2 separate regions of the Mus musculus genome follow, and region 1 is linked to region 2. The links are chromatin contacts, called in public HiChIP or PLAC-seq maps. All regions are on one chromosome and are shown on one strand. The core of a region is the stretch at or near the end of the contact, and the rest is flanking DNA. Distances in the headings are between cores, read along the strand shown.

Region 1 (4,040 bases), core at 114-2,613, 65 kb after region 2:
AAGGATGCTAGAAAGTGGTACTCTTCTCCTGAGGCTTACGGCACATCACACGTGTTTTCTTGTGATGATAAGAGCCAATGACAACCATTGCATAGAGGGGCTATCTCATTAGGAATAAGCTATGTTTTCATTTGGGGGTAGAAATGTTCCCTCCTTACCTGTTTGGCTGCCCTGATACATGCTCAGGGTAAACGCTAGATTCCTTTCCTTTATCTACAATGACTTGCTTATATAAAATGGATTCAAAACTAATGCTGGGCAGAGGGCTCTGTTGTGTGAGTGTGGACAAGAGTAGTCATCCACCGCTCATTCTTGATACTCAGCGGTGGCTGTAACTGTACTTGTACAATTATAGTGTTGTATAATTATATTGTACAACAATTGTATTGTTGTCCTTGTGCATTTGTTTAATAGTTTTACAATTTGAGTGATGGTTGACAGGGAAATCTTAAGCAAGCAAACAAAAATGTTCCCCATCACCCTCAGAGGTGAAGTTTCAGGGTCATGATGAATGTGTGGACTTAAATATACCTACATCACTTAATATACTACACACAGTTCCTCATCTTATTGATGTGTGAGTTGTTCCAACATTGGCTACTGAAAAATTCCAAATTGTACATGTGTGCTGGAGGGGTCCACCTATGGGGACATATGTGCATGCTTGTAAGTGTGAAGGCCAAATGACAACCTTAAGTATCCTCCAGTTAGCATCCACCTGTCCTTTCTGAGCCTCTTACTGGCCTGGAACTAATGAAATACACTGGCTGACTAACCAGCAAGGCCCAGGGATCCACCTGACTCCACCACCGCAGAGACAGGATTAAGGGTATGTGCCACCAGGCCAGGCTTTTATATGTGGGTCTTGGAGATTGAGCCCAGTCCCTCATGCTTGCAGTACAAGGCCTTTGCTGACTGAGCTGTCTCCCTTTCCTCTTCTCCCTATCACCCTCTCATTGTTCTAGCACAACTCTAGAAGTGTTTGTGAGCATCTGTGCACTCGCATGATGTGGCTATGCCATGCCTGTTGAGCATTTCCCACTCCAGTGTGGGCTTGGCCAATCCTCCAAGGCCTGGCTGTTGTCTTCACAAAGGTTCTCTGTGTGCAGGACTCTCATTACTCCTTCTAGGCCCCTGCTACCTGGAAATATCCTTGAGACTCCAGTTAGGTGTGGTGACCAGGAGCAGAATTTTTCTCTCCACATAGCAAGCAAATATTCCTTTGCCACCCTCCACCCCCACTACCACCACACGCCACCTCAACCAAGCAGGTGTGCCAGGATGCGTTGGTTGTACCGGTGGGTGGGTGGAGGGAAAGGAGATTAGAATCTAACTATAAAGGCTCAGGCAGTCACTAGTTTGAGACTGGCTCCCCTTCCCCAGCCCGAGCCCTGCCCATAGCCACGGTGTCAGTACAGAGAGGGCAGTGAGTGTTTATATCTCCATCTATCTAGAATGAGGCAGGTTTATCTCACAAACTAAATCAGAAAGAAACTTTTAGGAAGGGAGCAATAGGCTATCTCCGGTTCCTACAGCTCTGTCTAATCAGCCGGGGGTAGGGTGGGCTGCACAGTGCAGGTAGAGATCCTGAGAGATAAGCACAGGCTGAAAGAGAGATAGAAAGGAACTGCCCAGATTAAATGGGTACAGCTGGCGAGGCCACACAGACTTGGGAGTCCTGGGTCCCCTCTACCACACTACATACACATCCGCATCCCCTCCGAGTCAAGAGTCACCTATTCTGCAAGAAGACTGTGTATGTCTAGTCAGCATATGAGGAACTTCTTCTTGAACATTCTTGAACATTCTAGACTTTGCAGAGCACACACACACACACACACACACGCACCCGCAAGGGAAACAGCCCCACATGTTGCCACTGGGTGACTTTGCTTGTCATCATGAGGATGGGCGAGAACCATGCTTGTTCTCAGAACAGTGTCCAAGTCCAGGCTGTAGCTGTTCTCAGGAGGAAGTGGACAGACAGGCCTAGAAAGGAGGAGTCAGAAGGGGAAGGGAGGCAATGGAGGTGCTGGGGCATCTGGTCACCACCCGGAGGTGGGAGGAGAAAAGCTAATGAGGTGTTCAGGGAAAGGCTTTATAATTGATCTTCTGGTATACTGCAGAGGAGATGCCTGTGTGTAAGGGATAGAGAAACCAGTGGTATCAGATGCCTAAGGAGCAGATGTTGGTCACCCCTCTGTATATACACATGCATGTATGTATGTGTGTATGTATGTATGTATGTATGTATGTATGTATGTATACACCTGGGGAAGGTGACTCAACCAGAACAGCATGGGCTGTGGGAAACCAAGACTCAGAGCAGAGGGACCCATGTGTGGGCAGGTGGCACAGATCTGAACCAAGGCACAGTGAATCCTTTTAAAGGCATGCAAGTCGCTGGGTCATGAGGCTGTTGAGTCAGGCACTTATGGTGGGTAAGGGGTCACACAGACATGCAACAATTGTCTTTCTCAAGAGTTTATAGGGATTGGGGTACTTCAATGGGAGCGTGTGCGTCTCGTCTTGGGTTCAATCCCCGGCACCAGTAAGCAAACCGTCCTCTCAAACCACTTATACAAATTACACCTATGTTATAAATACTGTATGTGACCTATGTTGTACCACACATCTATAACCTGATGTTTTTACAATCACATTTAAAGGTGTATGCATGCGCATGTGCACACGTGCCTGCTCACACACATGAATGTGCCATTGGCATGGATGCGGAAGTCAGAGCACAACTTGCAGGAACTGGTTTCTGTCCTTTTACCATGAGGGTCCTGGGTCCCAAACCCAGGTCTTCAGGCTTGGTGGCAAGCATTCTTACCCACTGAGCTAACTTGCCAGTGCCTTAATGACATCTTTGACAATGCCAGACCACACGGATGCCACTGGAATCATACAATTATACTACCGAGAGATGCTGTTGCGACCTTATCTATGACATTCCCCTAAGGTTGAAATCATTGAACAATGCATTTTTCAGAATTAGCCCTGTGGTGTGTCACATGACTGCCCTGTGGTGTGTCACATGACTGCCCTGTGGTATGTCACATGACTGTCTACACATTTAAACCTGATGCCTTTGCTCCCATGGTTTTATTTCTTTAAAGAAACCGAGTGATACACAAGGTCCAGGAAACCAATTTTATCAGAAGCCCCCTGGCATCCTCCCTGAGCCAGCTGTGGGATGGCAGGCCTGCTGCCTTACGCCTGGCAGTCTTGACTTTTGAATTTTACTGTATTTAAATAGACAAGGAAGGTCCTTCTGGCTAGACTTGCTTTTCTCGTGTCCTACAGTCTGTGCACGTGTGTGCGCATGCATGTGTATGTGCACACACGTGTATTTACACGCACAAATTCACTTAACAAGAGATAACCTGGGCTCCTGCCAAGACAGCTCTCTAACTTTTGTTTCGGGACAGGGGAATCTTTGAAACAAGTGTTCCCAAGAAAACGTAAGTGAACACATCTTTGATCTCAAAATGAGGAAAGATTTTCTAAGCCTACAGGTAGAGGTAGAGGGGGACAAAAGAATCTCCTAAATTACAATTTGCATGTATCAAAGATACCAACTGAAAGATAGAGGTAAAGAGAGACCATCTTAATATATGTACAACAATCCCTAATATGATGGGAAGAGACGAATAGTGCCAAGCATGTGCAAACGTCCATCCAGGAAGAATAAGCAAAGCTCATGGCCGTCAGATTCATAAAGTGACAACTGCACAGTGAAGAACGCGTGAAAAAATTCTCCAGCATTATTGGTAAGCCGATGCCCATTCAGGGTTAGATGCTGTGCTTGCTCACTGGATAGGCTGTATTACTTTGTTGTTTGTTTAAAGATACTACCCAGGGTTAGAAAAAATATCATAAACCAGGTTCCTTCAAAAACTGCTCTATGTACATTGGCTTCATTTAAGGGGTCTGAAAAGCATTTCCCCAACTTGTAGCTACATGATTTCGTGACTCTTAACTTGCTCTTTTTTTTTTTTAAGTTTTTAGAAATTGTTTTATGTGTGCGAATGTTT
Region 2 (3,771 bases), core at 126-2,625:
GAGAGAGAGAGAGAGAGAGAGAGAGAGAGGCAGAGACAGAGAGAGAGACAGAGAGACAGACAGAGATCAGGAGAAAGACAGAGTAGTGGGCCAGATTGGGGTGGGGGGCTAGCTAGAGGCAGACCTCAGAATATCTTTCCAGAAATCTCCTTTAGGAGTCTCACACCAGTCCCTAGAATAGAGGCTAAGCCTGATTTTTATATCATTTTAGAGGTGTCAGGAAGTTTCACATCCCATGATTTAGTTCATCCTGGCCTACATGACAGGGAGCTGGGTGCCACAGACTAAGAGGAGCTGCCAAGGAGCTGAAGGGGTCTGCAACCCTATAGGTGGAACAACAACATGAACTAACCAGTACCCCCAGAGATCGTGTCTCTAGCTGCATATGTAGCAGAAGATAGCCTAGTCGGCCATCATTGGGAAGAAAGGCCCCTTGGTCTTGCAAACTTTATATGCCCCAGTACAGGGGAACACCAGGGCCAAGAAGTAGGAGTGGGTGGGTAGGGGAGGGGGGGGTACAGGGGACTTTCGGGATAGCATTTGAAATGTAAATGAAGAAAATACCTAATATTTTTTTAAGAAAGAAAAAAGAGTAGCGGCTAAGCACGGACTGCTTCATAACTCTGTTAGGAAGAGAGAGAGCTGCAGAGAGGTGTGGCCTGATTCAGACTATAGGATGGGTGGGGCTTAAAAGATTCTAACAGTGGCCACAGTTTTAAAACGACGCAAACACGTTTGCATACATTTTCTAACTCCCTAGGGTAGCAGAATGAAAATCCTCCACGGGCTTGGAGGATCTGCCAGAATAAATGCATGAAACCACGAATTTAACCGAGCTAGATGACTTGACAGGTCTCAAATGGACAAGGTCAAAGTCTTGAGTGGGATACCGAAAACTAACAAAGTGGCTTTATCTGAAGACTCTTCTGGGCCAGGAATTTTTAAGTTCCTGCATGTCGGTATTTCTGTACTGTACTACATATAGGCTTGCTTGCTAACAGTCAGTAAACAGAAAAGAGCACACAGAAAACTCACGTTCTCTTAGATGCCAGGCAAGCATACTCAAAGACATTAAAAAGGAGGTGTGTGCGTGCATGCAGGCAGCTTTTTTCTAGCACTGTGACTTAGGAAGTTGCTTAATTTCTTCTAGACCTCATTTATCTGTCTGTAAATCAAACAAGCAAAACAAATATCTCTTTAGGGCAAATTCGCACTCTTCACAGAGCAGATCACAGGACACGGTGAACAGACCATATGCTTCTGGAAACTGGGTTGCACTGGAGCCACGCCCCCTCTTGCCTGCTCATCTCTGATTGGCTTTCTCGGAGGGGCGGAACAACGGGCAGGCAATAGTTACCCCGGCAGAGTTTGGTCGGTGGGCAGGGACTCCGCAGTCAGCGTCATGGCTGCCCGTGCTCCTGAGCTCGCGCGTTCCCTGCTTGCTGCCCTTCTGGCGCCCGCGCTGGTGGCACTACTGGTGTCGCCGGCCTCGGGTCGCGGAGGCCGGGACCACGGGGACTGGGACGTGGACAGGCGATTGCCTCCGCTGCCACCCCGCGAAGACGGGCCGCGCGTGGCCCGCTTCGTGACTCACGTCTCAGACTGGGGCTCGCTGGCCACTATCTCCACAATAAAGGAGGTGCGCGGCTGGCCCTTCGCGGACATCATCTCAATCAGTGACGGTCCTCCGGGAGAAGGCACGGGCGAGCCCTACATGTACCTGAGTCCACTGCAGCAAGCCGTGAGCGACCTGCAGGTGAGCGGGAGCGCGGCGCGGTTTCCCAGACCCGGCAGAGCAGGAAACCAGCGTCTCCAGTTTAGCTCGCTGGGGAGAGCGTGGGTCTTAGAGATAAGACTTTTGAACCCAGCTCACATGACTGTCTCTTCTGGCCTGCGCTGGCTAGGCGGAGGTTGTAGCATCCCAGATGTTGGGGAACTACCAGGAAGTTCCTACTTACCCTGTTACTGGTCTAAGCGCTTGGGGTAAATTCTTTGCCAGTACCTGGAGCACTTCACACCCTTCAGATAGTCAGGCGTCCTCTTTAGGCGCTGTCTCTGCATAAACTGCACTCTTGTGATCTAAAGGCATACAGATTGTTGGATAGTTTAGCGTTTGGCTTATGTGACTTCGGAGATTCTCTTCCCTACCTTTACCTATCAGCAGTGGGAAACTACTACACAGCATTATAGTTGACTGCGGACCTGGCTCTGCTTACAGCTCAGGTGGAAACAGCCTGGGAGGGAAAGGCCACACAGGAGCCCAGAAATGAAGCCTGACTCGGTGGAGGGTCTGTGGCAAAACTGAGAAAGCTTGGTGTCGTGGTAAACAGTGAGCCAAGAGACGCCGACGCTTTAACCAAGCCCTTGCCATGGTATGTGCCTAGGGCTTTTCGGTTCCACCTGTTTTCATTCATTGTCTCTTGTAGTAACTCTTAGAAACAGGCATGGCTATTCCGGGTTTACAGATGAAGACATGAGGTTAAGTAATTTGCGCAAAGCCAGGGGGCCAACCCTAGTTCACCTCAGACCCACTTGTCTTCAAAGCACAGGCCACAGGACTGGGACCCATGTGCTAGAATAGAAGAGACCCGTTTTCTTCAGCCTCCACAGAGTTCTGTATTGTTCTAAACAAATTTAAATTAGCTACTGCCTTTTAAAACTGCAATCCTAGGGGCTAGGGAAATAGCCCAGTTGGTAAAATACTTGCCATGTAGGCGCGAGGACCTGTATTTGGTCCTCAGTACCCATCTTGACAGCTTGCACGCACATGTGATCCTACACTGGCTCAACGGCTTGCACACACTTGCACACACGTGTGATCTTGCACTGGCCAGGTGGCTAGCTCCCTGGCCTGCCAGCCAAGCGGAGTCAGTGAGCTTCAGACCGCAGGGAGAGAGAGCCTGGCTCAAAAAGCCAGTTGGATGGCTCCAGCTTCTGAGGAGTGACCTCCAAAACTGACCTCTGGCCACACCATACACTCATTAATACCCAATGCACCTGTGGTGCACCTGCACTCTGCACGCGTGCGCACACACACGCAGGATAAAATTTTAGAGAACAAAGTCTATTGATTTGCTCTTTAAGTTTCTAACTCTTCTTGAAAAGGTTAAAGACCTAGCAGCACTGGGAGTGGGGGTGGGGCTATATTTTTCTGAGAGACAAAAGTAATAGAAGCCGCTGTCCCTCCCAGCCAGATATATTGACCCCAACTCGCCCCTTTTTTTAACCAGCCCGTTTCACTTCTCTAGAATCTGCTATTCACCCGTTCTCTCTACCCCAGAGGTGGCACTCAAGTGACCTGCGTAGCACTTGCAGAGAAGTTTTAAAATGCACTACCAAGCCACTTTATTCTAGAACAATGCCCCCTACTCCCTCAAACCCTCACTGGTGATCCTAATAGGAAGGGGACAGACTGAGCCTCGCCCCGACCCATGATCTTATTACTATCTGTGAGGTATCTGGGGTGTCATTATCCACACTGCCGAAATGGGGAGCACTGAGGCTTAGAGATGGGGGCTCACCCGTGACCACCTAGCTGATGGCCAACAGGTAGGCCTCCAGTGAAGTATTTCCTGGTAGAAGAGAGGCAGATTCGAGGAGCCTCCCCAGGCTCTCGGGTTTCTGGGATGGTATTATTGAAAAGACGTGTGGACACGTTGGGAATGTCAGCCTTTGTCTGGATACTGACTCGGCCAATTAACCAGCCGAAACTGGTTCCTATTACGCGTTTCCTCTTCCAGCAACCAAGAGTCTCTTCATGAGGCTAGAAAG

What was found. HiChIP or PLAC-seq counts read pairs in DNA pulled down with a chosen protein or histone mark.
Region 1: an H3K4me3 HiChIP or PLAC-seq map of the SCID.adh cell line shows a contact between it and region 2, with 13 read pairs. The contact joins the enhancer-like site here to the promoter of Creg1 in region 2. A contact is called at or near these places in 3 of 484 Hi-C or Micro-C datasets (muscle stem cells, natural killer cells and nephron progenitors), 2 of 115 datasets of contacts at active chromatin or transcription factors (the SCID.adh cell line and pancreatic cancer cells) and 1 of 9 other capture datasets (adipose tissue).

The regions. Positions count from the first base shown.
Region 1 is chr1:165,827,053-165,831,092 of GRCm38.p6, forward strand. All of the region lies in intron 1 of Cd247 (CD247 antigen), which reads left to right. Among named protein-coding and RNA genes, the nearest start is that of Gm23402, 19 kb to the left of the region's middle. Within about 2 kb of position 1,364, at least 16 of the 459 cell types and tissues checked have an H3K27ac peak or open chromatin away from gene starts, as enhancers often do. A contact at or near this core is called in the SCID.adh cell line, where this site is marked.
Region 2 is chr1:165,762,383-165,766,153 of GRCm38.p6, forward strand. It overlaps Creg1 (cellular repressor of E1A-stimulated genes 1), which reads left to right and starts at 1,376. Exons shown (of 4, transcript NM_011804.3): 1 at 1,376-1,756. The coding sequence starts at 1,403.